7 separate regions of the Mus musculus genome follow, and all the other regions are linked to region 1. Evidence: chromatin contacts called from public ChIA-PET, HiChIP or PLAC-seq and promoter capture Hi-C data. All regions are on one chromosome and are shown on one strand. Each heading gives the region's core, a stretch centred on a gene start, on an enhancer-like site or on the middle of the called end of the contact. The rest is flanking DNA. Distances are from core to core; before and after follow the strand shown. Region 1 holds the start of Ulk2 (unc-51 like kinase 2). Region 2 holds the start of Natd1 (N-acetyltransferase domain containing 1). Region 3 holds the start of 2410006H16Rik (RIKEN cDNA 2410006H16 gene). Region 4 holds the start of Ubb (ubiquitin B). Region 5 holds the start of Usp22 (ubiquitin specific peptidase 22). Region 6 overlaps Pigl (phosphatidylinositol glycan anchor biosynthesis, class L). Region 7 overlaps Pigl (phosphatidylinositol glycan anchor biosynthesis, class L).

Evidence for each region. Promoter capture Hi-C pulls out the DNA fragments that hold promoters and counts their contacts. ChIA-PET counts read pairs in DNA pulled down with a chosen protein or histone mark. HiChIP or PLAC-seq counts read pairs in DNA pulled down with a chosen protein or histone mark.
Region 2: a promoter capture Hi-C map of hematopoietic stem and progenitor cells shows a contact between it and region 1, with 2.6 times the contacts expected there. The contact joins the promoter of Natd1 here to the promoter of Ulk2 in region 1. A contact is called at or near these places in 3 of 39 promoter capture datasets (cranial neural crest, hematopoietic stem and progenitor cells and liver).
Region 3: a promoter capture Hi-C map of pre-B cells shows a contact between it and region 1, with 2.8 times the contacts expected there. The contact joins the promoter of 2410006H16Rik here to the promoter of Ulk2 in region 1. A contact is called at or near these places in 8 of 39 promoter capture datasets (the HPC-7 cell line, the SN4741 cell line, cranial neural crest and 4 more) and 5 of 115 datasets of contacts at active chromatin or transcription factors (astrocytes, bone marrow-derived macrophages, embryonic forebrain and 2 more).
Region 4: an RNA polymerase II ChIA-PET map of memory CD8 T cells shows a contact between it and region 1, with 67 read pairs. The contact joins the promoter of Ubb here to the promoter of Ulk2 in region 1. A contact is called at or near these places in 2 of 39 promoter capture datasets (liver and pre-B cells), 10 of 115 datasets of contacts at active chromatin or transcription factors (the 230-238 cell line, astrocytes, bone marrow-derived macrophages and 7 more) and 2 of 9 other capture datasets (adipose tissue and macrophages).
Region 5: a contact with region 1 is called in an RNA polymerase II ChIA-PET map of memory CD8 T cells, with 7 read pairs. The contact joins the promoter of Usp22 here to the promoter of Ulk2 in region 1. A contact is called at or near these places in 4 of 115 datasets of contacts at active chromatin or transcription factors (embryonic forebrain, embryonic stem cells, large pre-B cells and 1 more).
Region 6: a promoter capture Hi-C map of liver shows a contact between it and region 1, with 3 times the contacts expected there. The contact joins the enhancer-like site here to the promoter of Ulk2 in region 1. A contact is called at or near these places in 4 of 39 promoter capture datasets (the C10 cell line, hippocampal neurons and liver) and 4 of 115 datasets of contacts at active chromatin or transcription factors (astrocytes, bone marrow-derived macrophages, cardiomyocytes and 1 more).
Region 7: a contact with region 1 is called in an H3K4me3 HiChIP or PLAC-seq map of bone marrow-derived macrophages, with 3 times the contacts expected there. The contact joins the enhancer-like site here to the promoter of Ulk2 in region 1. A contact is called at or near these places in 4 of 39 promoter capture datasets (cranial neural crest, hippocampal neurons, liver and 1 more), 2 of 115 datasets of contacts at active chromatin or transcription factors (bone marrow-derived macrophages and memory CD8 T cells) and 1 of 9 other capture datasets (adipose tissue).

The regions. Positions count from the first base shown.
Region 1 is chr11:61,852,872-61,856,984 of GRCm38.p6, forward strand. It overlaps Ulk2 (unc-51 like kinase 2), which reads right to left and starts at 2,221. Exons shown (of 27, transcript NM_013881.4): 1 at 1,616-2,221; 2 at 395-487. The coding sequence starts at 1,705.
Region 2 is chr11:60,911,655-60,915,767 of GRCm38.p6, forward strand. Natd1 (N-acetyltransferase domain containing 1) reads right to left here and starts at 2,138. Exons shown (of 3, transcript NM_025294.5): 1 at 1,975-2,138. The coding sequence starts at 2,071.
Region 3 is chr11:62,600,928-62,605,040 of GRCm38.p6, forward strand. It overlaps 2410006H16Rik (RIKEN cDNA 2410006H16 gene), which reads left to right and starts at 1,950. Exons shown (of 5, transcript NR_030738.1): 1 at 1,950-2,096; 2 at 2,308-2,355; 3 at 2,670-2,719; 4 at 3,476-3,539; 5 at 3,728-3,879. Snord49b (small nucleolar RNA, C/D box 49B) reads left to right here and starts at 2,159; the gene lies at 2,159-2,221. It overlaps Snord49a (small nucleolar RNA, C/D box 49A), which reads left to right and starts at 2,533; the gene lies at 2,533-2,594. Lrrc75a (leucine rich repeat containing 75A) reads right to left here. Exons shown (of 4, transcript NM_198861.1): 4 at 3,957-4,113. It also overlaps Snord65.
Region 4 is chr11:62,548,806-62,552,918 of GRCm38.p6, forward strand. Ubb (ubiquitin B) reads left to right here and starts at 2,366. Exons shown (of 2, transcript NM_011664.4): 1 at 2,366-2,790; 2 at 3,335-4,113. The coding sequence starts at 3,341.
Region 5 is chr11:61,173,223-61,177,335 of GRCm38.p6, forward strand. It overlaps Usp22 (ubiquitin specific peptidase 22), which reads right to left and starts at 1,837. Exons shown (of 13, transcript NM_001004143.4): 1 at 1,493-1,837. The coding sequence starts at 1,663.
Region 6 is chr11:62,492,635-62,496,747 of GRCm38.p6, forward strand. The region is part of intron 2 of Pigl (phosphatidylinositol glycan anchor biosynthesis, class L); the gene reads left to right. Among named protein-coding and RNA genes, the nearest start is that of Pigl, 36 kb to the left of the region's middle. Within about 2 kb of position 2,382, at least 274 of the 459 cell types and tissues checked have an H3K27ac peak or open chromatin away from gene starts, as enhancers often do. A contact at or near this core is called in astrocytes, bone marrow-derived macrophages, cardiomyocytes and 2 more, where this site is marked.
Region 7 is chr11:62,468,126-62,472,238 of GRCm38.p6, forward strand. All of the region lies in intron 1 of Pigl (phosphatidylinositol glycan anchor biosynthesis, class L), which reads left to right. Among named protein-coding and RNA genes, the nearest start is that of Pigl, 12 kb to the left of the region's middle. Within about 2 kb of position 2,141, at least 27 of the 459 cell types and tissues checked have an H3K27ac peak or open chromatin away from gene starts, as enhancers often do. A contact at or near this core is called in adipose tissue and bone marrow-derived macrophages, where this site is marked.

The sequences.
Region 1 (4,113 bases), core at 971-3,470:
GATTCCAGGACTCCGGAGACAAAGGTAGGCAGATCTTTGAGTGAGTTCCAGGACAGCCAAGGCTATCTGTGCTTTTCTAGCACTCCAGAGGCAGAGGCTGGCAAATCTCTGAATTTGGGGCCAGCCTGAACTACACAGTGAGTTTCAAGTCAACCAAGGTCACATAGCAAGACAAGACCCTATCTCAAAGTAAACAAACAAATCTTTGAAAATAGCTTCAGAATACTCTGTAACTCAAAACAGCAACAAAAACAAAACACATGCAAAATGAACAGCAACTAAAAATTATCAAACTTTAATCCAACTACCAAACTTCAAAGGATGTTATAACATGCTCTTTTAACTCAGGGTAACTTTTAACTCAGACTGTGATAGGTATTCTAAAATAGCATACCTTTAAGATTTTTATTTCCTTTCCAAGCAGAATTTGTGATTTTGACAAGTTCTTTTTATTAATACTTTTAATAGCCACCTCCCAATCAGTTTTCTAAAAAGGAAAAAAACAGTGTTATGCCTGAAAATTATAACATAGAAACAACTCAATAATAAAAGCTGTAAATTTATTTTTAGCCACTCAATGTATATGTGGTAGTGGGGAAACATGGCAAAGACCTCAAATCTCAAACTAAAAAACTGATTTCATAAACAACACAATACATAGCAATGTCCTACAGCACTAGTCATTAAAAGTTGTAAATACAAAGACCATATAGGATCAGTTGAAAAAAGTTTACAGTCACATAGGAGTTATGGATAAATAAACTTGGGAAGTGATAGAGTTTAATGAAGTTATCCTGGCTGGATTACACTGCTCTTATTTTTTTTCCTTGACTTTTAAGTTATTTCATAATGAATAAGACATAGACGACAGTACCTTTTTAATAGGCACTCTTGAAACAAACAGAATAACCAAAGCTTTTTTTTTTTTTTTTAATTACTTCCAGTCTCAATGTGCCTTCTCAAATTCTTTAGATTCTATAACCTCGTGTGACCTATTTGCGAAACAGTGGCTTGGAAAAAACAAAGAAACAACAAAAAAAAAAACCCAAACAACTGAGGTTTGAACTTGCATCTACGTTGTATTATTAGGTTAGGGTCCAACTACCTTTGTCACTTATTTCCTCTAACTCAAAAAGGGGAGGGATACTACAAAGCTCCCCCAGACACAGAGGAACGTGATAGTCTGAGAAAGCTTCAGACTAACGGGAAACGCGCCCGTTTTCCGCTGGGTGTGCAATTATCCACGGTAAAGGTGACAAGCTCCGGAAAGCCCGGGGCAGGGAGAAGGGACAAAGGTCCACCGACCCATAGTATGGACAAGCACATTACACTGTGCAAACACTGGAGTCCTAGTCGCTTCGGGACCAGTGGCTTCTCTGAGCAGCAAGTCCCCGGGCGCACCTCGGTTACCCAGCACACTGTCAGGGAAGAACATCAGTGGCTCTGCGCCCGTCGGTAGGTGGAGCTCAGCCTAGCGGCTCTGGCCTCCAAAACAAACCCTGCGACAGTGACAGCAAGCACAAAGGCAGGCAGGCCCGGGGAGCCCTGCCCAGCGGCCAGGACCGGGGCGCTGGCTCCCCAGTTTCGCACCAGACAACGGGCCGGCGGCGCTCACCTGGCGGTGCCGCCCCCGGAAGACCACAGCGAAGGCCCCGTGTCCCACGAGGTCCCGCTTGCAGTACTCGAAGTCGCCCACCACCTCCATGGCCGCGCCCCCGGGACATAGAGCGCTAGGGTGGGCAGGCGTGGCGGAGAACCGGGATCAGCACCGCGGGCCCGAGGGCCCCAAGCACGCCCGCGGGCGGCGGGACAGGGGCAGCCACGGCCCCGGGCCCGGATGGACACTCATGCCGAGAGGCCGGAGCGGAAACGGGACGGGCCGCCGCGCGGAGCCGGGGTCAGCGAGGCCTGGGCCCGGTCGCTTCTCATGGCCCGGGCCGCCGTCGGCCGCGGGGCTCTAGCCAAGCGGCCTGGGCACTGCCCGGCCGAGGGCACCGCCGCCGTCACTGGGCGTACCCGGAGCTACCCGCGCGCCTGACAGCGGTGCAGGGCCGGGGCCGCGCCATCCCCGCAGGTGCGGCTGCCTCCGCTTGTTGCGCCCGCGGCGCTGCTGTGTAGCGGCCGCCGCCCTGGAACCCGCACAGCCGCGGTGGCGGCTTCTGCCTGCTTCGCGGGAGCGCCCAACGCACGCGCGCGCGCCGGCCGCTCCGCGCCGACTACCGGCCCTGTGCGACGTCAGCGCGTCTTGTAGGACGATGCGCCCCAGTCCTGCTCCCTCCGCCGAGAAAAGGAGTGCGCACCCCGGGACGCGGCGCCAGGCACCGGGGCGAGTCTGCAGTCACTGGAGCGAGTTGGCGAGCAGGGGTGTGGGGAGGAGGCCGCGGCTGCTTAGGAACGGGCGGCGGGCTCGGCTCCGCTCGGCTCGGCGCCCGCGGCTAGCTAGAGCCCGCCACGCCCTGACCTGAAGCCACCCTCTAAGAGGCGGATCTTGAACTCCGGCCCCGGGAGTCGCTGAGGCGGTGCAGACACTGGAGACAAAAACTCCGGGAGCTGCCTTTCAAATCCAGACCGCAAACTGCTAGACAACCCACCTAAGGGATAGGGTCTGACTGGAACCTGCGCCTTCTGGGGGTCTCTAGACTTCTGAGGGAGGCTCAGAACCTCCTTTCTAAGGAGGCGCTTCATCACACCAGTCAACTACCAGTTTGCCTCGGGCTTTTTTTTTTCCTCGGATTGTTTAGGTGAAAAATGATAGTCAACTTTTGCTCAAGAAAGCATTACAAAGCCATGGTAAACAATATGTGTGACCCCATACCTAAGTGTGTGTTCAGGTTTGGGGATGTTGCTGTCAATTTCATCGCCTGCCCCTGAAACAACTCCTCTCACCTCTCTCACTTCTCTCACCTCTCCCTCTCTGTCTCTGTCTCTCTCTCCTCTCTTCTTCCTCCTCCTCCCCTCCCCCCTCTGATTTTACTTTTATGTGTATGGGTGTTTTGCCTGCATATATGTGCACCACGAGTGCACCTAGTGCCTGCAGAGGCCAGACCAGGGTGTCGATCTGAAACTGCAATTACAGATAGCTATGAGCCACAATGTAGGTACTAGGAATCAAACCTGAGTCCTCTGGAAGACTAGCCAGTGCTCTTAACCACTGAGCCGTATCTCCAGCCAGCCCTCTGGAACTCATCTTGACAAACAGGTAGAAGCCCTAAAAACCTTCAGCTTTGAGACAGGTCAGGAATCTGAAAGCAATGTCTCTAGTCCATTTTCTTTTCCTAAAAAAAGAATACCACAGACTCAGTAAGTCCATTTTCCATTGCTAGAACAAAATGCCCCAGGCTTGGCACCTTATAAAGAAATGAGATTTATGCAGCTCACAGTTTTGGAGGCTGACACCCCAAACAGCAAAGCACCAGCTCTGACAAGGAGCTCATGAAAAAAGGCTTCACAAGGGACTATGGGACAGAAAGAGATCACAGGGCAAAGAAACCAGAGACTGAGAAGGGACCAGTGTTACGACTGTATAACAACTCACTTTTGAAAGAACCCGTATCACAGTCTCTCAATTCAACTTACTTCTTGCCACACGGAGGACCAAGCATCCACCACAGGAAACTTTGAGGAACACATTCAAACCATCCAAACCATAGCAGTAAAGTAAAAATTGTTTTCTTAAGCACAGAAAAATCTTGTCTTGAAATACCAAACAAACAAACAAACAAACAAACACCAAACACTAGAAAACAAAAAGTTTTTAAAAGATGTATTTATTATTATATCTAAGTACACTGTAACTGTCTTCAGACCCACCAGAAGAGGGTGTCAGATCTCATTATGGATGGTTGTAAACCACCATGTGTTTGCTGGGATTTGAACTCAGGACCTCTGGAAGAACAGTCAGTGAGTGCTCTTAACTGCTGAGCCATCTTTCCAGCCCCCCCCCTTTTTTTCTTTTTTTAGTTCTAGTCCACAGAAGTGGCACAAAGCATCCTAAGATGAGATCCAGGAAGTAGTGAGGGGGCCTAGGCCAGCTGGAATATTTTTTTTCTCTCCTAGATGTAGAGGATCAGACCCAGGGCCTCACACACGCTAAGCAAGTGCTCTACCACTGAG
Region 2 (4,113 bases), core at 888-3,387, 940 kb before region 1:
ACCCCACAGTGCGCTTCCCATCAGCACAGCCTTAGGGTTCCTGGTCCATGGCATCTGTCCTCTTTACAAGGCATTTCAGGACCCCACAGCACTGAAGGTTGAAGCCACACCCAAGCTCACATTTCTGGTTCCTATATTATTTGCCTCCTTGACCTCTTAGCCTTATCCTACCTGTCACGCTCTTCTATGCCTGCACCACTCCTGGCTGCTCTGAAACACACAATGGGTACTGCAGGGCCTTTGCTCTCAAAGGTTTCTTTCACACAGTGCCTTTCTTCACAGCTACAGCTGTTTCTTGTCTCTTTCAGGTCTCTACTTAAATACCACCTGCTTGGAACTTAATGCCAAACAGTGGCTCTGCCCCAATAGACCCTTCCTTCTGCCTGACCACGCCTCCCAAGGCCTTGGTTTTATGAGATATTATGCAATTCATCTGAGACCCATCTCCTTCTTTAGACTGGCAGCCCTACAAGTCCTGGGTAAATAGTAGGTACTCAGTAAACTGTTGGCCCAGGCTGTACAGGAGGAGCCGAGGCGAGGTTGCCCGCCTCTAGCAATTCTGTCTCTCTGTCAACGGGGCAGCAGATTGCAGAACGGTTAAGTTTAAGGATATCATTTGTTCATAGCCAGCTCTCAAGAGTACTGTCCTTTTGACTGGACCCATTTGGAAAAGAAAGAGAGAGAGAAAGAAAGAAAGAAAGAAAGAAAGAAAGAAAGAAAGAAAGAAAGAAAGAAAGAAAGAAAGAAAGAAAGAGAGAGAAGCCTAAGGCTTCTGCCTTTCTCTTTATGGATCTGATGTGCCTCCACAGTCCCCAGGAACTAAAAGCCTCACTGGAACTAAGAAAACTTCAGAAAAGAGGATCTGAAGAAAAAAGAAACAAAAAACAAACAAACCCTCAGATAAGGCCTCTCAAGGGATCAGGGCCAAGTGTCACAGTCAGCTGAGCTACCATCAGCATGACAGCAGGACTTGTTTCTCTACGGAAAGAATAGGGCAAGGGGCAGCTGGGCCCTGATTTGAATATGCCTCTGGTCTTGTTAAAGCTGGGCAGGTCCCATTTCCTGCACTCCCAGCCTCAGTTTACTCATCTGTAAGTGGGGCGGTATGTCACAACACAGGAAGTGATAGCTGCCCCCACGGTGGTTAGGTGGCACAAACGGGAGACCTGGCCTCCAAGTGCAGGTCACAGAAGGTTGGCTCAGGAAGTCAGGATAGGCTGCGTATGCTTGACTGCTTACAACCTACCTACTGGCCGACCACACTCAAGTGGTGCATCCTTCCAATCAAAATAATATGGGCAGTGGCTAAGTCGGGTCTCCCCAGAGGGCCCAGCTGGGAGGAGTGGGCTACAGAGAGCTCAAGGTCCCATATTCCACAATCTTTTCCAGCCCTAGAATCAATGGGAGGAGTGTCGGTCTGCTGGTACAAACGCTACAGATGAGGCTTTGACTTCTCTATCTGTTGAAAAGTAGCCATTTATCTATGTTTATCAGCACTTGCTGTGCACCAAATGTGTCATTCTGAACTTTTACTGCCACAGCATCTCATCCAAAGCGGTTTGCACTCCAGCTATCCCCATTGCAGATTCCGGGAGACCGATGCACACATTGACTAGACAAACTGGCCAAAGTCTCAGAATCACCTACCCGCCTCCTCCTCCAGGCCACATATTCCCTAGGTTATGCCCCAGGCCCCTGCAGGCTCCTCCACGGCGGCAGGAAGCAACCGAACACCCGGGGGGTGGGGGTGGCAGGCCACCAGTGACCTGCTCTCTGGGACCCAGGGTGGCAGCCCTCCGTCCGCGATGTCGGAGGCCGGCTGCGCTAGCAGGTGCGGGCTGCCCGGGCAGACGCGCTCCGGCGGTGCCAGTCGGGGGGTTCGGGAGCCCTCCCGCCCCGGGATCCATCTGTCCGTCCGCCCGCAGGTCCCGCCCCGTCCCGCCCGCGCGCGCGCAAACAAAGGCAGCTCGGTACCGTTGAGGCGCACGGAGAACTGGCGGCGTTGGCGGTCGTGCTCCACGCGGATGGGGCCGCCCTGCTCCAGTGCGCTCGGCGGGGTAGCGTGCGCCATCGCGCGCGCCGACACTGGGGACCGCGGGCCGCAGCGAACTGACTCTTCGGCGGCGCGGGCCGGAGAAGGGGGCGGGGCCGGAAATCAGCTGTGAGTCACGTGCGCTGCGCGCACTGTCTGTTTGGATACATTCCTGGCGTCTCTTAAAGAGACCGCGCTGCCCGTTTCGCTCGCGGCTTCAACAATGATGTGCTGGTCCATCCAGGGCGCCGATTGTCCTCCCGAATGCCCCAGAATGACTTTTAGGACCCACACGGACCCATATGCAAAACACGCAATGACCTATGGGGTAATTTAGATCCTCCCCGCGACAGCCATTTAATATTAGGCATTAGCCTCACTGCAAGCCTGAGGCAATAGATAACGTCAAATGCAAGGTGTTGACAGGCAAACCTACTCTCTGCTGGAATCGTGCGGGCTGGAGCTATGCAGCCCACCCACTCGGGCAGCTGTAGCTGATATTGAGAGATTACCCCTAGGCATGTTTGGGACTGGGTGAAAAGCCACCCCTCCCAAAGAAAGCCAGAAATATGAGGTCCCTAGGGAGCTAGCTACCCAGGAGCCAGTGTTTCTCTAGAAGTACAGTATTAGGAAAGCTTGCCGACCATGGATGTTCACAGAATCATATTCTGTTAATTACCGTGCAAATTTGATGTCCACATCTATGAGACCACCACACAGACATTAAAGTTTGAGTACCTCAGTGGAATGCTTGAAGGCTGTAACTTCAAACCTGTACAAAATGTGTGTCTGTGTGCGTGGCGGGGGCTGGGGGTGGGGGAGAGGCGGGGGACAGACCAACAAGGAAGCATTTTACAGCTAAATGGAGATCTCCGTGGGCTCCCTTCCAATTGATTTCTTCCTTTTGAAGTAGCTATGCTCCCTGACTTTTAGCGCTATTGACTAAACAGCTTTTCCTAAGAACATCCTATTTCTTAAGAACTACACAGTATTTACCTTTTCGTATCTGGTTTCTTCGCTTCCACCTGTCATCAGCTGTGTTGTTGCTGCTATCATGTTCACCAGTGTGTCAGAGATTTCCCAGGAAGCAGGTACCAGTTTTCCATCACGTGTTAATGGGTTGTTGTGTTGTTTTGGTTTGGAGCTGCTATGAGTAACAGGCTGTGGATGTCGTCTGGCCAGCATTCCCTTAGGGTAGCTCTCAGGAATATACTGCCGAGTTTTATAGCCAGTGGATATTTTGTTTTGTGAAAAACTGCAAGATCCTTTTCCAAGTGTACGACCTCACATTGCCACAGAGAGTTCTGTAAGTTGCAGTGGGCATTTTGTCATTAGTGGCAGTGACTGACTCTTGAACCTTTGCCCAGGCTGCCAGGCCATTTAGTCCCCATTTAATGAACACTTTCCTCTGTAACCCCCCCCCCCAATCTTTTATTTGCCTTCTTCCAATCATTTTTATTGCTTGGTTGGGGGGTCAGACATACTACTGAGAGAATCTTTTCTGAGCAAATAATTTCCTTTTAACAAGTGGGTGTTGTGTCACAGCGTTTGTAAACAGAAGGCAGTGCGGAGGTGTGTCATTATATGCAAAGTGACTGAAAGGGATCCAGCCATCATAGAGGGCCTGGAGCCTGGTTGGCAGAGTCAGAGCTGGAGGCAATTGTGAACAAGGAAGATTAAAACCTGTGAGTCTCAGGTGACGTCACTTCCAAAGAATGTAAGTGGAGATGGTCAAAATATGTTCCTGGACAGTGTCTGAACAGGCCACTCATCTGCAGGCTGCTGGGCCTTTGGATGACTACTGCCCAAGCACCACTTCCTGGGGAAGTCCTCCTGTGCATTTATGTCTACAGACGTGGCATCTGACCAGCCAGTCTAGACCAGGGGAGAGTCTGATCTGATAAGCCTCCAATAGGGCCTGGCACAGTGGTTGTCTACCTATGGGTTGTGACCCTCGAACCAGCCTTTCACAGTGGTTGTCTAAGACCATTGGAGAATGGCTATTTACATTAATTAATAACAGTAACAAAATTACAGTTATGAAGTAGCCATGAGAATAATTTTATGGTTGGGGGAGGGGG
Region 3 (4,113 bases), core at 700-3,199, 750 kb after region 1:
TTTTTCTTAATTATTCACAAAGCCTGAAGGGCTTCATATTTGGCTCTTTGACTTGGCGTTTGCTAGATGTTTCTGCAACTTGAAACTCCCAGAAGGGGGAGGGCAAGGGAGAGCTGCACCTCTGTTAAAGATTCAAGGCCAAATGACTCAAGATTGAAATTAGTGTTCAAACCAGAGCTAAATTATTTTGGACTATTTTTGGTCCCTTTGAAGCCATCCATATCCCTTGCCCCCGAGTTAACATCCTTGTGACTATGAAAACCTTATATTACTATTCTTGACAGGCCACTAATTTCCACACATTCAAAAGCTAAAAACATCATTGGGCAGCACCTGAAACCTACAACAGAGTCCTCATCTTTACTGTAACTTGCCAATTGAGGTCCCCACCAAATGACTTTCCTTGTTCTGTAACAAGTTAGGCAATGGTGGTGGCACATGCCTGTAATCCCAGCACTCGAGAGGCAGAGGCAGGCAGATCTCCAGGTTCAAGATCAGCCTAGTCTACAGAGCAAGTTCCAGGACCGCCAGTGCTACACAGAAAACAGCACCTGTCTCGAAAACGGCACCAAACCAAAACCAACCAACCAACCAAGCAAACAAAAACCCAAGACACTTCCAATATAGAACATGGTATTTGGGGACCCATGAATCTTGTGTTCCTGGCCATGGTCAAGCATATTTGGCTCCAAGGGAAATTATCTTATTCCCTTTAAGAATGTTTTGGCCTGGACTTCCCTCCCTCCATCAAAATTCTGTTTATTCCTCAGACCACCAAGATTGCAGTCTCATGACCACCTGTCTAGTTCTGTCAAAATGAGTTGCCTCCTCAGCCTATTTGCATAAGAAGTGCATGCAAGCACTTATGTGTGTGTTGCTGGGTAGAACCCAGCATATCATATATACTAGCTCAACAGATTTTGCACTGAGGTGTTTTGAGACAGGATTTCATTCCGTAGGCCAGGCTGGTCTTGAACTCACAAGAACCCTACTCTAGTCTTCAGGTTCACATATCCCAGGCTGACCTCATAGCTGAAGATGACCTTGAACTTCTGATTCTGCTGCCTCCACATACCCAGAGCTTGGGAGTTTGTCACAATGTCCAGTTTATGAGGTGCTGGGGATGGAGCTCAGAACTTCATGTTTGCTAGGGAAACACTGCATCCCCAACCCTTGAGAAAATCAAACATACTCATATACTGAAGGCATAGCATTAGCAGTTTTCTATTACCTATGCCCGATGCAAGTCTCTCCAGTCAGAAGTGGAAAGAGCAGGGGGCAATGGAAATGGATCAAGAGCTCTTCTTGATTCTACAGTTCTCTAAGGAATGTGATGAGGGCCGTCTGCATAGGGCCTTGAGAGACTCCGTGGATATGTTGTAAAAATAATGGGGTGCAGAACGGCCCCAATCATTACACTTTTGTAACAGCGTTTGTCTTTGAACGCGGTTTCGTGTGTGTTAGCGTAGATGAGCCAGGCTCTCCACCACCCAGTTAGATTATATAGGCCCGCTTTTTTTTTTTTTTTTTTAAATTTAAAATAGAGACAGGGGCTCATTAAATTGCCCAGGCTGGACTCGAATTCTTGCGTCGGGTTCCTAATCGATTACGATTACAGGCCTGCACTGTCAGGTCTGACTACACATTTCACACACTACACACGTTCACAAAGGACTAATAAGTCAGGGAAGACAACGAGGACGGAAAACCGCGGAAAGGATGTCGAGTCCGCGCTTAACCCAACACGCAGGCGCGCTGGAGCTCGCGCGCTCTTCGCTACCCAGAATCCCCCGGGGCGGGGGAGACCACTCGCTCAACAGAACGGGGGAGGCCTGGGTCGCGAGGCGGGCCGCTGGAAGTTCCCGTGAGCCTTTGCCGCCCTCACCTCCCTGGGGTGAGGAGTGGTCTATTCCTAGCCCTTAAGAGGAGGGCGCTCACGCGCCGTCTTTCTCTGCGGCCATCATGGGATCGTGCTCTTCTCGCTCGTTGAGCTGGTCCCTTCGCCGTGGCCTGCTGGTGACGGTCTGGAGCGATGCTGAGCCCGGGCCCAGCCTCTCAGCTCCGCCTTGTGCGCTGCACAGATCTAGGGGAGCCTGGTAAGTCGAGGTCTGCATCGCGGGGCGCCGCGCGTGGGCGGGGTGTCGGCTGCAATGATGATGAAACTAGAAAAAAAAGGAAGTGCCGTCCGATGCGACAACTGACGACATCCCTAGTTAGCTGACTGCAGTCGTTTAAGCCTCGGCGACCCAGTGCTGAACACAAGTGTTCTAATTGCCCCTCATGACTCTTACTCTTCTAACCTTTCAGACGGGACGTTGACAACGTGGAATAGGAGCAGTATCATCCCACCATGAGGTAAGGGTTTCTGGAGTATCAGGTGGGGTTCATAGACAAGAGGCTGTGTAGCTTTCGCTCCAGGGACTCCCAACATACCCTGGCCCATGTGGGCACATACATAAATTTAAGACGTGTCTCCATTTAGTGGCTGGAACTACTAGTTGGAGGACAGCAGAAAGCTTGACTGCTGTGATGAGATGACTAAGTAGGAAGTGCCGTCAGAGTCGATAACTGACGATAACTGCTCCTGGCTGACTGCAGTCAAGCCCACACCGGTGGCTGGGGTTTAGGTTTAACTTGGGCTGGACTTTTAACAACTGCTGTACTTCTAGGTTGGGGATTTAAGAGTGGAAGATTGCCAACAGCTGTGGCCTCCCATGAGGTAAGCTTTCAGCTTGGGATTTTAGACCGTTTTGATTTGAGCTAGAGTGTTCATGTATGAGCATCAGTTTTGCCTGTACTCAATACTGGTTGTAGCTGATGGGGGTGGTTAAGTAAGGCAACAGTGCACAGCTCTTACTGTAGAGCCATTTTTTTTTTAAGATTTATCATATCTAAGTACGCTGTAGCTGTTTTCAGATGCACCAGAAGAGGGCATCAGATCTCATTACGGATGGTTGTGAGCCACCATGTGGTTGCTGGGATTTGAACTCCGGACCTTCCGAAGAGCAGTCGGTGCTCTTAACCACAGAGCCATCTCCAGCCCCCTATAGAGCCATTTTTGTGTGTGTTTGCTGTCTTGATGCTAGAAAAAAATGGCACCGGACTTAGGTGGTTGTGAGCCACAATTAGTGCTGGCAGTCAAACCTGGTCTTCTAAGAACTTAGACCTTCTAGTCCATTAACTTGGGTCTTAAAATTTTCAGTTAATGTGGTCTTACAATTGAACCCAGTTGGGCTGGTTTGGCTAGTTGTAAATGTATTTTAGTAATTTGAAAAATACTTCCCTTTTAGGTCTAGGATGTGTTAAGAACTGTAGCTTTCTTGAGAAGAGGCAGGCAGAGTTCAGGCCAGCCTCGTCTACAGTAGTGAGCCAGGGCTACAAAGAAATCCAAAAGAGAAAAGCCAGGGTGGGAGGGCAGCCATTGATTTTGCAAGGCTGTTATATATAATGTCCTGTTTTCTGCAATCCATTTTAGGGTGTCCCCTTTCAAGTTCTCAGAACGGACGCAGGACTGCAGATCTGTGCTGGCAGCAGCAGAGGTGAGTTGGTCTGTACAGTGACTATCTGTTATTACTCTGAGAGATATCAAATGATGATATCACCTAAAATAGCTGGAATTACCGGCAGATTGGTAGTGGTGAGCCTATGGTTTTCTGAAGATATCATTAAATGTTCTAAATGCCATTGATCCAGGCAGGAGTGATTCTGAAATTCAGCTCTTTTGCAGGCTATATTCCCAGAGGAGTCTCCAGCCGGCCTGAAAGCAAATATCCTAAGTGACATGTCTGCCAATTTTGTTCTGGGTGGGCACATTTGGTAATCCTGTCTGTACCACAGGATCTTCTATGCCTTTTAAAAATAAACATTTGTTTATAAACCAGATTGCCAGTGTTTTGGATGAATTAAGTTGTGTGTACAGCTAACCATCAAAGCACTCTAATAAAGCACAGTCCGTATTGGTCCTTGAAAACATGTATTAGAGTAGAGTGTCAGGTGTTAGGCAGTCCAGCTTCAGCACTGTAAACTTCTGGGCAGTCTCAGCTGTTTGCACAGCTGGACTTGGGCAAAGATTCCAAAGCATTTAAGGCACCCACACTCAATCCCTGTTCTTGG
Region 4 (4,113 bases), core at 1,116-3,615, 700 kb after region 1:
TATAAGGCAAGATCCAGGATTTTAAGCCTTTTTCTTCTCTTAGTGTGAGATTCCTCAGTAAATTCTAATTCCTTGGGGTCTACTGTGTGAGAGGCCTGATAGCCCTAATGGAAGGACATACGTGTCTCAGAATACAAGTGTCTCTTTCCTGCCAGTACAGTTATGGTGGTACACACCTGCAATTCCAGCACTTAGGAGGCAGAGGCAGGAAGATCATGAGTGTGAGGTCATCCTGGGCTATATAATTGAGTTCAAGGCCAGCCTGATCTACATGAGACCCTATTTCAATAAATAAGTCTTTTCCTTTTCCTTCCTTTCTTCCTTATTTTTGTGTTTGAGGCAGGATGTATTCCTGGCTATCCTCGAGCTCAGAGATCCCCTTCCTCTGCCTCCCTAGTTCTGGATTAAAGGCATGTGTCACTGTGTCACTGCTGTCCAGTCAATACATATTTCTCACACGCATTTAGTTTCCACACTCTGGAGGCAGGAGGCAGAGGCAGGGGGGATCTCTGAGATGGGAGGCCAGCCTGGTCTACAGAGCAATACACATACACACACACACAGGTGTATTCATGTGTTTTAGGGCCTAAAGATGACACAATTTTTTTTTCTATTGTGAACAAAAATGGAAAACAGTTCCTTTTTAATTGGAGAAACATTGTTGAACTAACTCAATAAACTTCTAATCTCAAAATTTATACTGTCTTTTTTTTTTTTTAAATCTGTTTATAGAGGGCTGGAGCAGTTAAGAGCACTAGCTGCTCGATTCCCAAGCAGCCACACAAGTACTCAGCAGTCTGTATAGTTCTAGGGTATCTGGTACCCTCCTGAGCTCCTCAGGTACCAGATACACAGGTACTATATAGACATACATACAAGGAAAACACTCAGATATAAAATACTTTTTAAAAAAATCTGTTTACATCATGCTGGGCACGATGGTCCGTGTCTTTAATTCCAACACTCGGAAGACAGAACCAAGAGAATCTCTTGTGAGCTCTTGATTTACATAGTCATCCCAGGCCAACCAGGGCTACAGAGTGATGGCCAGTCTCCAAGGGGTGGGGCTAGGGGTGAACACAGCACAAGCAACAAAAACTATGCTACGGAAAAAAAAATCTATCTTGTCCAGATGCCATTCTTTTGAAATATTATTACTGGGTTGAAGTCACCAAACGATCTACTTTGAAAACAAAACAAACTAGGAAGCAATAACCCGTCTGGCAATTGCTGGAACTTACCCCAATGAAGTCATCGCATCAATCATAAGATCAGCACTCTGGCTGAGTCTGTGCCTCAAAATGTCTGACTCAGACATACTCTGCTTGTTGAAACAAGGTCCGACTCATGCTTCCTAATAAAAATAAAATACTATGCAAAGGAGACATTTTCTGAATTTCAATTCACTTCAAATAAAATTCTACCTGCTCTTTATTCTAGAAAGCAGACTTTGGGCTGGGGAATCAAACTGGAGCTTTTGGTTCATGCTAGGCAAACCAGCTATGTTCCTAACGTTTCCTTCAGTAATATGGTAATAACTCGTAAACCTTTACAGAGTGAAGTTTAATCTGTTAGCGTAGCTAGACTTCTTACTGTACGGAAGCCGGTAGCCTATGCAAACAAAACTGTTTACATGGCCATCCTCGTGACTCCGCATGACAAAGCAATCCGAGCAGTTCTGCTCCTTCCTTGTTGATCTCGATGAGGGAAAAGCAACCACACCCAAAACCTCAGAACCTAGTCCTGAGGTTGAGGTTCTAGGATTAACGGGCCCCTTCCCTTCCTTTGCACAATAGACATCCCAATGGGAGAGGTGGGTGAACCCCGGGTACTGAGTCTAATAGGCATTTCTCCTCTTTCCTTCCTTTGTTTGTAGATTGCTGGGGAGGGAGAGAATCTGTAAGTCCGGCCGGGCTCTGGGCTGGGTCTCTGGCTAAATCCTCAGCTTCCAGCCCGGCAGCCACCCCACTCCCACCCACATCTGGGCCCGTGGGCGGCTAAGCCACAAGACAAAACAACTAAAAACACTGGCTACGGAAGCATCAATGCTCATACTGGAGGGGGCCTGGGCGAAGCTAGAGTCCAGCCAGGGGGAGCAGGGTGAGGTCGCAATTCACCCTGTGGCGTAAAGCCGCCGAGCGATGGGTGCGAGAGAACCACGGGGAACTCGGGACGCGGGGTTCCGGACGCGGGAAGAGAAGACGCCCCTCCCCCACCTCAAGCAGGAAACATCAGTATTTCGCTAAGGCGAGCGCCCGCACATGCGCACTCGGTTACTTAGCAACGTCGACGTTAAACTGCCCGAGAACCGAGCCCAGCAACAATCGAGCGGCCCGCGACCTCCACCAATCAGCGTCGGCCTCATCTTTGACTCCTCACCAATCAGCGCTGGCGCCGCAAGGAGGTTTCCAGAGCTTTCGAGGGAGGGCCCTTTAACTTGGATTCATCCGCGTGATGATTTTTTCAATTTTTTGCACGAGAGGAGACGAGACGCCGGGAATACAGTGTCTCTCGTTTGGTAGTACTCTTTTCTTTGGTTCTGAAGAATCGGGAGCTCGGCAAAAACGCCTAATTGGTCTGGGGGAGGTGGGGGCCCGCGGAACTACTTTCGGTGGCGCAGGAAGACAACAGCTACGTAGGAGTGAGCAGTCACGCAACAGACGCTGCATAAATAGCGGCTCGCGCGGCCACTGAGCTCAGTGACGAGAGGCTTTGTCCGGTTCGGCGGTCTTTCTGTGAGGGTGTTTCGACGCGCTGGGCGGTTTGTGCTTTCATCACATTTGTTAACAGGTATTTGTCTACGGCGTTTGAATCATGGGAGGATTTAGAGAGGGGGCTTACGTGGTGCTAAGCGGGCCTTTTTTTTCTTGGGGTGGGGGAGGGGAGCGAGGTGACGTGACGCGGCAACGGGCCTTCCGGGAAGAGTGGGCCTTGGTCGCGTGCGCGGAGCGGGGGCGGCCCTGGCGCGCGCGCCAGGGAGCTTAACGGACGCTTAACCGATGGAGAGTCCATCGTGGTTATTTCAGTGGGGGGAGGCAGAAAAGAGGTACTTCTCACTCGGGCATTGTTTATTACTTGAATTTTTATCGATGGCTTCTGGTCTGGATATTTTTTATTTTCAATTTATCATGTCTATTGTTAGCGAACTTGGATGCCCCGCAGTTGATGAATGTTCCAAATGCCAGTTTAGTGTTTTGGAAAGGTTTAGCAGTTTGAAACCATGACAAAACAGGTTTTATGTTATGACAAAAAGGGGAGGAGTTTTGAGTAGAAGTATTTTGTAGGGAATCGAAGATTTTAGTAGGCTTTTAAATTTTTACCTTTTAAATTCAAGGTCAAAATGCAGATCTTCGTGAAGACCCTGACCGGCAAGACCATCACCCTAGAGGTGGAGCCCAGTGACACCATCGAGAACGTGAAGGCCAAGATCCAGGATAAAGAGGGCATCCCCCCTGACCAGCAGAGGCTGATCTTTGCCGGCAAGCAGCTGGAAGATGGCCGCACCCTCTCTGATTACAACATCCAGAAGGAGTCAACCCTGCACCTGGTCCTTCGCCTGAGAGGTGGCATGCAGATCTTCGTGAAGACCCTGACCGGCAAGACCATCACCCTGGAGGTGGAGCCCAGTGACACCATCGAGAACGTGAAGGCCAAGATCCAGGATAAAGAGGGCATCCCCCCTGACCAGCAGAGGCTGATCTTTGCCGGCAAGCAGCTGGAAGATGGCCGCACCCTCTCTGATTACAACATCCAGAAAGAGTCAACCCTGCACCTGGTCCTCCGTCTGAGGGGTGGCATGCAGATCTTCGTGAAGACCCTGACTGGCAAGACCATCACCCTGGAGGTGGAGCCCAGTGACACCATCGAGAACGTGAAGGCCAAGATCCAGGATAAAGAGGGCATCCCCCCTGACCAGCAGAGGCTGATCTTTGCCGGCAAGCAGCTGGAAGATGGCCGCACCCTCTCTGATTACAACATCCAGAAGGAGTCAACCCTGCACCTGGTCCTTCGCCTGAGAGGTGGCATGCAGATCTTCGTGAAGACCCTGACCGGCAAGACCATCACCTTGGAGGTGGAGCCCAGTGACACCATCGAGAATGTGAAGGCCAAGAT
Region 5 (4,113 bases), core at 587-3,086, 680 kb before region 1:
AGATTCCTCCATTTAATCCCAATGTAAAAATGACTTTATAGCACATCTCAATCCAAGAAGCAACAGAATGGATCAGTGACCGTTTACTGCTGTGATCCTAGTTCTCACGAGGCTGAGACAGGAAGACTGGGTGGTTAAGTCTGGACCACAGAGAAAGGCTCCTGTCTCAAAATACAAAGTAAGACAACTCTAGTAATTTTTTTATCATATGCTTCTATTACCAAAACTCTTGCTCCAATCCTAAAAGACTCTTACAGAACATAAGCCTTTAACGCCCTCAAAGACTTATATTATGGCCACGATTGATTTAAAAAGGGGGAATTTAGGCCGGGGTGGGAGTGGGGGGGGGTGTGGTTTGCATTCACCTTTAATCCCATCGTTCTGGAAGCAGAGGCCTGTGGATCTGTGTGAGTTAGAGGCCAGCTATCTACAAATCGAGTTTAAGAACTGCCAAAGGCAGCCGGGCGTGGTGGCGCACGCCTTTAATCCCAGCACTCGGGAGGCAGAGGTAGGCGGATTTCTGAGTTCGAAGCCAGCCAGGGCTACACAGAGAAACCCTGTCTCGAAAAACCAAAAAGAAAAGAAAAAAGAAAAAAGAAAAGAACGCCAAGGGCTATAGAGAGAAGTCCTGCCTCGAGAAACTAAAGAGGGAGAGTTTGATGCTTAACATGAAACACCCAGCAGATTTGTCAGTTCTCCCGTTATAAAATGCTACTCAAGATAGAAACAATCAAAATTTTCTATTCCACTTTTCACCTTCAAAATCAAATTGTAATTATGAAGTTTTTTTTAAATTAGAAAATAATGTTTTCCCATCTCCAAATCACTAATAAAATCATCATAGTTGCTGAGATTTACAGGACCCAAAACAACAAAATAGCCACTCTCGAAGGCTGCGGTTGTCAATCACCTCCTACGTCCTAAAAATCTCGCTTCTCAACTCGAGTGCGCGGAGGCCCTGCCAGCCTCAGGTGTCCGCGAAGGGTCTCAGCCCCGGGAACGAGCTGTTATCCACGGAACTACCCTGCAGACCCCAGGCCCCCACCACTACCTTTACAGACAAATACTCCTCAATGGAATGTCCAGACAGATCTTCCTCCTCCTACTCAGATACCCCTCCCCCTCCCATCGTGGGTTCCACCGCCACACTCCCAACAGCGTCCACTAGGTGGTCCCTGGACCCCTCCCAGCACCGTGATGCTTCCTCTAGCCCCCTCCCTGCACCACGACGCTTCCTCTAGCCCCCTCCCCACGTTGCGAGGTTCTCCTTAGTCCCCCTTCCTGCACCGGGATGCTTCCTCTAGCCCCTTCCCTGCACCGCGAGGCTTCGCCTTGCCCATTCCTCGGCCCCACCCCCTCACGGCAAGGCTTCCCCTCACGCCCTCCCCGCAAGGCCAGGCTCCCTCCCCACGACTACCAGGCTTCCCCTCTCCCTCTCCCACCTACACTCCCCGCTTCCCAGCCCGCAGAGCGGCGCAAGCCTTGGGCTCACCTTGCGCTTGCGAGCCTCGGCAGTTCCGCTCCACACGAAGCACTGGTAGATGGCCCGCAGGTTTTGCTTCCAGTTGTCCACCTTGAAGCTGCCCAGGTGCGAGCAGCCAGGCGGCGGTACCGCCAGCTCAGCGTCCATGGCCTCGACCTCAGGCTCCGGCCTGGCCACCATGGCGGGCAAGGCCCGGGCGCGCGGGGCAGGCGGCGACGGGGGCGAGGACGACGCCAGGGCGGCGAGAACAAAGCTGGGGGACAAAGACCGCGTTGAGAACTCAGGCAGGCTACAGCAGCACCCACCGCACGCGCAGCACCCTCTGACTTCGAGGAGGGCGGGGCGAGGCTGGGCGGGACAGGGCGGAGCTGTCCGCGGGAAAGGATAACGTCACCCAGGCCGGCGGCCTTAGTGCGCAGGCTCCGCTGCTCTAGACCCCGCCTATCAGCCCTCCTCTCGCCCGCTGGCTCCAGAGAAAAGCCGAAGGCCTCGGGTTGGGTCAACAGGGTCCCGCCCTCGCGTCACACCATTGGTGGTTTGCCGGTCTAAGACACGGTCTGCGCCTATTATAGGCTTTCGAACCGCCTCCGGAGACGCCAGCGATTTGACGTTTCGAGTCTCTCCTTGGAAGGCGGGGCGTGCTGAGGATTGGGTAAAACTGAGTGTCAGTCAGGCCACTGAACCGGTTTGCACCGGCCTGAGCTCTGCCGCAAAGAGGCGGGGCGACGGAGGGGTGGGGCAGGGTAGGGCCTGCGTCTGCGAGTTCTCTGAAAGGAGGGTTTCTAGGTTCTGTTTGTTGGTCCTTGGAGTTCCTAGTGTGGGCGTTTCTGCAGAGACTGCCATCTTGGCGACTGTGTTGGGTACCGCAATGCCACAGCTGGAGATTGGGCGTGGCAAGAATACAGATCTTCCCTTCCCTAGGATATTATTCAGCGTTATCCTATTGAACTAGAATGCCAACTGGTATACGAATTTTTTTAGTGGCTACATTTTGTACAATATTTTGCACCAAGAAAGATAAAATTAATTTTAACAAGCAGTCAAATAAAGACAGAATATCAAGTCAAATTTTTACATTGGCTTTGAAATATCGTGTTATACAGGTTTGGTATAGCAATTCAATTTGTACTAGCCACATTACACTCTATTATTAAGTAGGAACAGTATAGAGCTATGATGCATTTAGCTCTCCTATCTGAGGGTTACACAGATGTGCAGCAAACCAACTCAGAAGAGAAAATATTGATCTTCTGCCCTACAAATTGTATATACCGAGTAAATAGACACCTCTCTCCTGTTATACCTTAAACAGGATAACAGCTAGGTGTCAAACTCAGGCAGACAGGTACCCATGATGTGGAGCAGTGAAATAATTCTCCAAGACAGAAAAGGCAGAAGAAGTAGAGAGTTCATCGGTGTACTGCAGTAACAGCAGCTAGCAGACAAGACAGCCGAGAAAAATTGCCGACAGGCATTTTGATGTCATGGTTCCGAGGAGCAATTGCAGTTGTGGCTTGTCCAATGAGTACCAGCTTGGTCTTAGAGCAGTGATGGTCGTATTCAGGCTTAGATATGGCTTAGCATGCTATCTTAGTTGGCATTTGAGTATCACCCAGAGAGGAGTTACAGCATAGAGAAGGGGGTGGGTGGGGGTTGGTGTGTCTGTGTATATGAATATTTTGGGAGCTACTCAGGTTGAGGCAGGAGGATCATTTGAGCCCGGAGTTTGTGGTCAGCCAGAGCAAATAGTGAGACTCATAGTAAAAAGAGGAAGGGGTGGGGTGGGGAAGCTGGTAAGATGCATACAGACCATATAGGTTAGAGGCAAATATTACATCATTTTATAGTTAGGACTTGAGCATGAGGGTTTTGGCTTACTAAAGGACTTCTGTGTGTGAATGAGTCACTCAGGGCATATTGTGAGGGAACATACTCACTCACACACACACACAAAACCTTTCAAGTACAGTCATTGTCTTGGGAAGCCCTTGGCTTACATGTGATGCTGTTCAGGTATTCTTATCCCACTGCTGGCTATTTTACTGCAATCCAACACAGGTGGGACAAAACAAAACAGCAACTGCTGCCAAGACTTCCATGATCCGGAAGTTGTGGAGTTTAATGGACGGAAAACTAGAACAAAGACTCCGTGTTGAGCAGTGCATGCCTTTGATCCTAGAACTCAGGAGACAGAGGCAGGTGGACCTCTGAGTTGAGGCCAGCCTTGGTCTACAGAGCAAGTTCTAGGAGAGTGAGAGCTACATAGAGAAACCCTGTCTGGTGGGATGAGGGGGACCTGGGTCTAGGACAAATTAGCAGACATCCAGAGCCCCTTCCTAAAGTGCTTTCCACCACACCCCAAATCTCATACTCCCTCACCTGCCAGGCTTCACCAGAAACTCCCTGTACAGTGAAAGTGTTCCATTGTCACCCTGTTGACAATGGCAGTCACTTTCCCACCCCACCCCCACTACCTGATTCACTTGAAAGAATGTATCACTATATCTGTCAGGGGACAGTTACTTGTTTAGTTTACCTTTTTTTGTTTGTTAGGTATGTGTGTGTGTGTGTGTGTTTGGGGGTGGGTACAGCTTAGACAGGGTCTCATCTTGCCCAGATTGACCTCAAAC
Region 6 (4,113 bases), core at 1,132-3,631, 640 kb after region 1:
TTCCAGGACAGCCAGGGCAATACAGAGAAACCCTGTCTCGAAAAACCAAAATAAAATAAAATAAAATAAAAAAAAGTCCATCTTGTATTCAATACTAAAACTTAACAAGTGAGGATTCTTTCCTTGTATCCTTTAAATTGTTTGTTTCTTTGTTGTTTGTTTTGGGGTCTTTTTGTTTTGTTTTGTTTTAATATATACATGGGTGTTTTGCCTGCATGTATGTCCGTGTACCACCTGTAAGCAGTTCCTGTGGAGGGCAGAAGAGGATGTGGGATCCCTTGGGACTAGAGTTATAAAGGGTTTTGAACCACCTTGTCAGTGCTTGGAATACACCTCTCTGGTCCTCTGAAAGAGCAGCCAATATTCTAAATCACTGACCCATCTCTCAGGCCAAGGTGGCTTCCTTTCTTCTCCCAGAGATACTTAGCAGCCTGTGCTATATGGGTTCAACCTAACAGAGAGTGGTTGGCTAGTGCACCCAGGGGCTGCTCTCATCCCCCTTCCTTAAAATTGAGTCTAAAGTTACTTGTAAGTTGGAGTCTCTTAGGACAAAGCATGGCCAGAAAAAACACTGTTTTATATACTGTGGAATAGCGTAGAGCAGATTGCAGCCTGTTCTCAACACCACACTAAACAACACACTGGCAAACTATGAAGTAAAATTTCCTATAAGAGTGCTGCAAGCTTTGTTGCAACAATATGAAGGATGTCTTTGAGAAGGAGAAGCACAGACTACTGATTTCTGTACAGCACTGTGATTCACAATGCCTCAGCAACCTCTGGGTACCTTTTACAAAATGCCAAAGAAAAAGTGGTGGCACATGCCTTTAATCCCAGGACTTGGGAGACAGAGACAGGTGGATCTCCAAGTATGAGGCCAGCCTGGTCTACAGGACTCCACAGGAGTTTGGGCATCTTTCATAAAGCACACAAGGGTCTCCAGTCTACAAGCAGCAGCAGTACTTACAGGTATGTAGAACAGACAGAAACAGGGCCCCAGTGTTCCAGGCTGAACTAACTACTAATTGGTACAACCCATGTATCCAGCAGGCCTTTTCTTCCTCTGTTTTTGGTTTTTGTTTTTTGTCTTTGTTTTTTTTGTTTTTTGTTTTTTTCTAGACAGGATTTCTCTGTGTAGACCAGGCTGGCCTTGAACTCAGAAATTCACCTGCCTCTGCCTCCTAAGTGCTGGGATTAAAGGCGTGGGCCACCGCGCCCAGCTCTTCCTCTGTTTTAGTGTCTTGGAAGAAGGTAAGTGGTCATAAACCCTCCTGCGTCAGCCTGTAGAAGCTTCAGCATACCTGCAAGGACAAGGCCCTGTGACCTGCGGACAGTATTAAGGAAATATTTCCTACAAGTACCTACACTTGTGATTTCCTGGCTCATTTTGCATCGAAGGCTAAAAGAAAAGGCCATTTTATGATTCCACTTGGGAGAGGGAAGCCCTGTGCAGAAAGGGGTCTGTTGGGACATTTAATCAAGGTGCTGACTGTTCCGCTCTCAGGGCATGTTCTTCCTTCTCCTCGTCCTTCTTTCCATTGTTTTATTTCCCCTCTAGGTTTGTCTCACTCTAGAGCCATGGTTCTCCACCTTCCTGATGCTGAGACCCTTTAATACAGTTCCTCATGTGTGGGGACCCCAACCAGAACATTATTTTGTTGCTATTTCAACTGTAACTTTGCCACTGTTATTTATCATGCAATGCTAAGAAACATGTATAACTAGCCATTAGAAATATGCAAATTAGTCAGGTGGTGGTAGCACACACTCTGATCATAGTGCTCAGGAGGCAGAGGCAGGCAGATTTTTTGTGAGTTCAAGGCTACCCTGGTCTACCGAGTGAGTTCTGGGACAGCCAAGGCTTCATAGAGAAACCCTGTCTCAAGAAAACAACAACAAAGAATCATAGATATCTGATATGCACAATATCTCATCTTCAACGCCAAAGGGGATGAGACCCACAAATTGAGAACCACTGCCCTTACTCCACAGAAGTTACTGAACCCTGCTTTCAACTGTTGGGTCCAACCTTTTAGCTTAGATCCATTTCCCTTGTCTTCCCTGGTCCTCCTGTGCTCCAGCAGGAACGCTGCAGGATGGCCTCAGCATGGGGAGACAGCCCCTGCCTCCCTAAATGAGCCCTTGGTGAGGACGGGCCAACTGCTGGGCTCCAACTAAGCTTCCAGGCCCTGGGCCTGCCAAAGCCGTTACACTGAACCCTACTGACCTTTACCCACTTTAGATGACAAAGGAAGTAATTAAGTTTAGAAATGTGCCTGAAGTGGGTGGAGGAGGGGCAGCAGATTCTGCCAGCACTGTGCTAAACAAGCCACAAGACCAAATAAGGGTGTCTGAACCACTTCCATCTGTATGAGAGTTCAGAGTGCAGTGTGCAAAAGTAGGACTTGGTTCTCAGGGAGCTAAGTCGTTACCTAACCCTGCTGGAGCTCTGCTGGAGCTCTGCAGCAGCACCGGTCCTGGTCGCTTCTGCAGAGGCTGTGTCTGAGAGAAGACAAAGCAAACCTCCTCTTGCTAGTGGAGCCCAGGGGCCTCCCTTCTCAGACGTACTGACTGGAGGAGTCTCCTGCACCACAGATTCTCCAGAGTGTTTGCATGGCACTGCTGAGGGACTGTAAAAGTACCAGTAAGGACGAGTCACTAGAATGTGTGAAGGTCAGAGTTTGAGGATATTTCACTATTAGAAAAGCAAGCGTCACAGGCTGAGGCGAGCTTGTTTACTGAACACAGCAGTCCCGGGTGGAGCCGGGAGCTGGGAGCATTTTCCTGTAGCACTAACACTGTTTGCTAAGTCCACCCTCTTCCCGCTCTCAAGGGCTTGTCAAACACAAGGCCTGGCCACAGTCTTCCTCTGCTCCCCTGGATGGTGGCCATCCTCCTCCTCCTCCTCCTCCTCTTCCTCCTCCTCCTCCTCCTCCTCCTCCTCCACCTCCACCTCCTTGTCCTCCTCAGAGGCCTGCGACACTCTCAGCTCCACCAGCTGCCGGTGCGCTTCAGCAACCACTGCCAGCTAGCTGCTCATGCCGCCAGCTCATCATACTGCCTCCTTGGCTTGGAATCCCTGACCTCTTGGCTCTCCTTTCCCTGGGAAATTCCTTCATCCTGCAAGATCCCAAACCTCAGCTCCACTCAGCCCTAAGCATAAAGAGTGACCTATATCCATGTTTGGCTATTGCCTTGGGTATGATACAGAAGTGTGTACTTGGTCCATGTTAGCTAAGTGAACACTGAATTTGTTCTGAGTCTTGCCCTGATGTTTTGGGGTCCCGGGCACCCTTATCTCCAGATACTCACTGTTGTCTGACAAGCCCATGGCTCAGGCTCAGTCTACCACCTGCTTTCTAGCTCAGGGCTTCTATGACATCTCAGTCCTGGGGCACCCAAGTAAGCTCACCTTGAAGTCTGAAGAGCTAACAGGCTACAACCTGCCCTCTGTGTGGAGGTACTGTACATACAGCTTTTTAGACACCCATGGGATCTAATAAGCCATGTATCAAATCAATAAAACCACCCTCCTTCCCAGCTTCCCTCCCTCTATGGCTCACTATCCCTCCCTCTGTGCCTTCCACAGTCCTTGTCTCCAGGTGACAGTGAGGTGGCTTCAGTGTAGGCTCTGCTTTCTGGGAAGCTGAGACTTGGTTATCTCAAGGCTCCAATCTATTGGGAGCTTGTCATTTGGAGGCCCTCCCACTTTATTGCCTTGTTGTGAAAATTCAATTTCTTTTCATATTCCTATTCCTCTTTCACATGAGTTATTCTTTATGTGACAAGCAAAGGTTTAGGGGCTGGGGGCTCTTTCTGGTGTACACACTAACATTCCACGTCTTGGGTGGATCCTCACTTTCAAGTTCACAAGGATAGAGAAATCGCCCCCCTGGTGGTGAAGCTGTAGAACTGCTAGTCCTTTGGTAAGGGAGGTGAATGTAGGTTAGGTAATTCTTTTTTTTTTTCCCCTGAGACAGGGTTTCTCTGTGTAGCCCTGGCTCTCCTGGAACTCACTTTATAGACCAGGCTGGCCTCGAACTCAGAAATCCGCCTGCCTCTGCCTCCGGAGTGCTGGGATTAAAGGCATGCACCTCCGTCGCCCGGCATAGA
Region 7 (4,113 bases), core at 891-3,390, 620 kb after region 1:
AAAAAAAATGTTATTGTTAAGTCAAGTGCATACTGGTAATCCAAGCGGTTAGGAGGTAAAAGCAAGAAGACCAAGAGATCAAGGACATCCTTGGCTGCAAAGGTAGTTCAAGTGCACCCTGGGCTACAGGATACATGAGACCTTATCTCAGAAAGACAGACAGACAGAAAGAGTGAGGAAGGGAAGAAGGGAGGGAGAGAAGAGAAGAGAAGAGAAGAGAAGAGAAGAGAAGAGAAGAGGAAGAGGAAGAGGAAGAGGAAGGGAAAAGGGAAGGAAAAGAAAATGATGGTGTTAGCTGGACCTGATGATACATGCCTAGAGTTCTAGCTACTTGGAGGGCTGAAAAAAGAGAGATTACTTGAAGCCAGGAGTTCAGGGCCAGTCTGGGCAACATAAGTAATACCTGTCTCAGAAAGAAATATTGGGCTGGTAAAATGGTCCAGCAGGTAAACACCAGTAACCAAGCCTGACACCTGAGTTTAGATCGCCAAGATCTAAATGGTGGAAGGAAATAACCAGCTCCCAAAAGTTTTCTTCAATACTCTGAATGCATGCTGCGACATGCATTCGTGCATGCATGACATGTGCGCGCACACATACACACACAAATATAAGTTTTTAAAGAGAATATTGCTGTCTTGCTGGTTATTTACTTACTCGGAGTGTTTGTTGTTTTGTTTTGCTTTGGTTTTGCTACTGAGCTACATCCCCAGCTGAGTTAGACCTGGGAAAGGTGATTTTCTTTTGTGTCGGTGCGGTAGGTGTGTGCTTGTTTGTTTTTGTGTTGCTACAAGGTCTCATCTAACCGGGGCTAGCCTCAAACTCACTGTGTAGCTGAAGATAACCCTAAGCTTCTTATCCTTCTGTCTTTACCTCCCAAGTCCTGGGTATTAACCCCAGGGAGTCATGCTTGCTAGCTAAGAACTCTAACCAACTGTGCCAGACTTGTAAGTGTAAAACCGGAAGGTTTGATTAAACGATGGAAAGCTATAAAAGAAATGGTAGTTGAAGAGGAGATCATTTCAGAGATCAAAGTGAGATTCTACAGTGACAAACATTACCTGTGAACCTTAAAGATTCAGGGGTAGGAAAACAAAATGCTAGCATCATTCCCGTGTCAGAAGTGTAGAATGGATGTGGCCAACTACAGGTCAGGCACCTTGAACTTAGGACTGGAAACACTTTATACCTTCACCTCAGTGAGCAGACACTGTTCTCATTCAGGCTCCGTGTTCCATCTAGGACACATATGCCTATGGTCATGAGAAAAAGACAGCTCCTTGGTGTGTTGGGCTTTGTTAATGACCACCTATGAGTTACAGGTCAAAGAAACTAACAACATTAGTATTTCTGTGAATAAAAATACAAATATAGTCCAACCTTTTGGAAATAGTGAAAAACGACACCACTTACAAGTATGGCCTGATTTAGATGTGTACTTGGGGGGGTCCCCCTTAAAAGATCCTTTACTATTGTTTCAGGGGCTGGAGAAATGGTTCAACGACTAAGAACATTTGCTTTTCTTTCAAAGGACCTGAGTTCTATTCTGGACCTGTGTCAGGTGACCGAAAACTACTGTAACTCCAGTTCATTGAAATCTAACACCCTCTTCAGGCATGGATTCACATGTATAAATACACACACACACACATACACACACACACACACACACATATTTTAAAAAAAAATTTTAGTAATGTTCTACCAAATTTAAAGGTATAATTTATATTTCATAATAACTCATAATTAGATTTTTTTAAAGAATTTTTTTAAGTTGTATTTATTTATTTTATGAGTACACTGTAGCTGTCTTCAGACACACCAGAAGAGGGCATCCAATCCCATTACAGATGGTTGTGAGCCACCATGTGGTTGCTGGGAATTGAACTCAGGACCTCTGGAAGAACAGTCAGTGCTCTTAACCTCTGAGCCATCTCTCCAGCCCCAATTTTTTTTAAGTTTTATCACATTTAATAATGTAGTGCATGTATGAATGTATGCATTATGTATGTGTGTATGTATGTATGTGTATGGATATATGTGTGTGTATGGATGTATGTATATGTATGGGCCTGTGCATGCCATATGGACTCAGTTCTCTCCTTCCACCCTAAGTCTTGGTGACTAAACTCAGATCATCTGGCTGGTCATTGAATCCTTTTATCTGCTGAGCTGTATCACATGACCCCTGGAAGAGTTTTATAGAGTGAAACTCTGGTTTTTGTTTTTAAGGTTTCTTTCATTTGTGTCATAAATATCTATAAGATTTACTACTTTGAACTTTGTTTGTTTGTTTATTTGTTTGTTTTTCAAGACAGGGTTTTTCTGTATAGCCCTGGTTGTCCTGGAACTCACTCTGTAGACCAGGCTGGCCTCGAACTCAGAAATCCACCTGCCTCTGCCTCCCGAGTGCTCGGATTAAAGGCATGCGCCACCATGCCTGGCTTATTTTGAACATTCTTAAGGTACCTTCTCAAGATTATGTAACCATCACTCAGATTTCATCACTCCAGAGAGAAACCCTGTAACCCATTAAGCAATAACCCCCCATCCCTTCCTTCCTCTAGCTCTGTGACTAAGATTCTACTTTGTTTCCGTGGCTTTGCTTGTTTAGGTGCCTCATATAAATAGAACCATGCGGTCAGTGTTATTTTATATATGGCTTTTATTACCTTAATATTTTTAAGCTCATCAATATTGACAGTAGAATGTTTCAGAACTTTGTTTTGTTAGAATCAGTATCTCACTATCTATAGCAGACTGGCCTCAAACTCTTACATGACCCAGGATGGCCTCACATTCACAATCCTCCTGTCTTAGCTCCCAGAGTACCAGGATTATGGCCTATGCCACCATACCCATCTACTTTCTTCCCATTTTGTGGGCAAGGCAGGAGTGATGGTACTGGAGATTGAACCCAGGGCCTTACATATGCTAGGCAAGCCCTCTACCACTGAGCCATATCCCAGCCCCACTTGGTTTGTTTTTGTAGCTGAGTAATGTTTTTGTTCTGTGTATGTGTCATTGTTTTCCTTGGTCCTCTGTTGATGCTGCAGTTGGCTTTAATCTACCCTGACTGCTGTGACCAAGGACTCGATAAATTTAAGACATAGAAGTACCTATTGGCATACCAGTGTCTAATTCTTCTAAGGATGTTCTTGTGAAGGTAACTGTTGAGTCACATTGTGATAGTGTTTAAATTTCTGAGTAGGCTAGGCATGGTGGTACATGACTTTAATCCCAGCAGAGGCAGGTGGACCTAGCCTGGTCTTCATAGCAAGTTCTAGGCCAGCCAGGGCTACATAGTGAGACCCTGTCTCAAAAACCCAGTAAGTAAGTAAGTAAATAAATAAATAAATAAATAAACAGATAAATAAATTTGATAGTTGGCACATAACAGCTGTACCATTCTGTGTTCCCACCAACAAAGTGCTGTGGTCCCCACTTGTTCAACATCCTCATCAACGCTCACAGCTTTACATTTTGGAATTCCACCCATCCTAGTTGGTATGAAGCAATATTCTATTTTGGGCTTGATTTGCATTTTCCTAATAACTAGTGCTGGACGGCTGAGAATGAGTAGTCATCTTTGCTGCATTCAATATGTTGGTCACGTCACTATTTCCTGTTAATCCTCCAATAGTATATGTGGAAGTCTTTATTGAATTGTTATTGTCTTAAGTAGTCAGTGTAACTCCATTATTCCAGGACAGTGCGTCGACAGAACTGTATCCCCTCATTTTGTAGGGATAGAAATTTGGACCTTTTTCATCTAAATACATTTTAAAATTAATTGATCATAATAAGTTTCAGGCCAGCCAAACAAAAATAAAAGGCAGAAAGAGCAAACCCTGCTTAATTGAGTGCTTTAATGTATGTTAAGTAACCTTCCAGGAAACTGTGTGAATTAGTCATTATCCCCACACTACAAGTCAAAGAGCTTTGGTCAAGAAAGTTAAACACAAACCATACATGCAACTACTGCCAGGAAATTATAATTAAGAAGTACATGAAGTAGGTAATGCTCAAAATGAGTGCATTTTACATGACACCAAAACTTCATTGTATTATTATTTGTAAGGCTACAGAAGAGAATTATTCATAGGGGCTGTG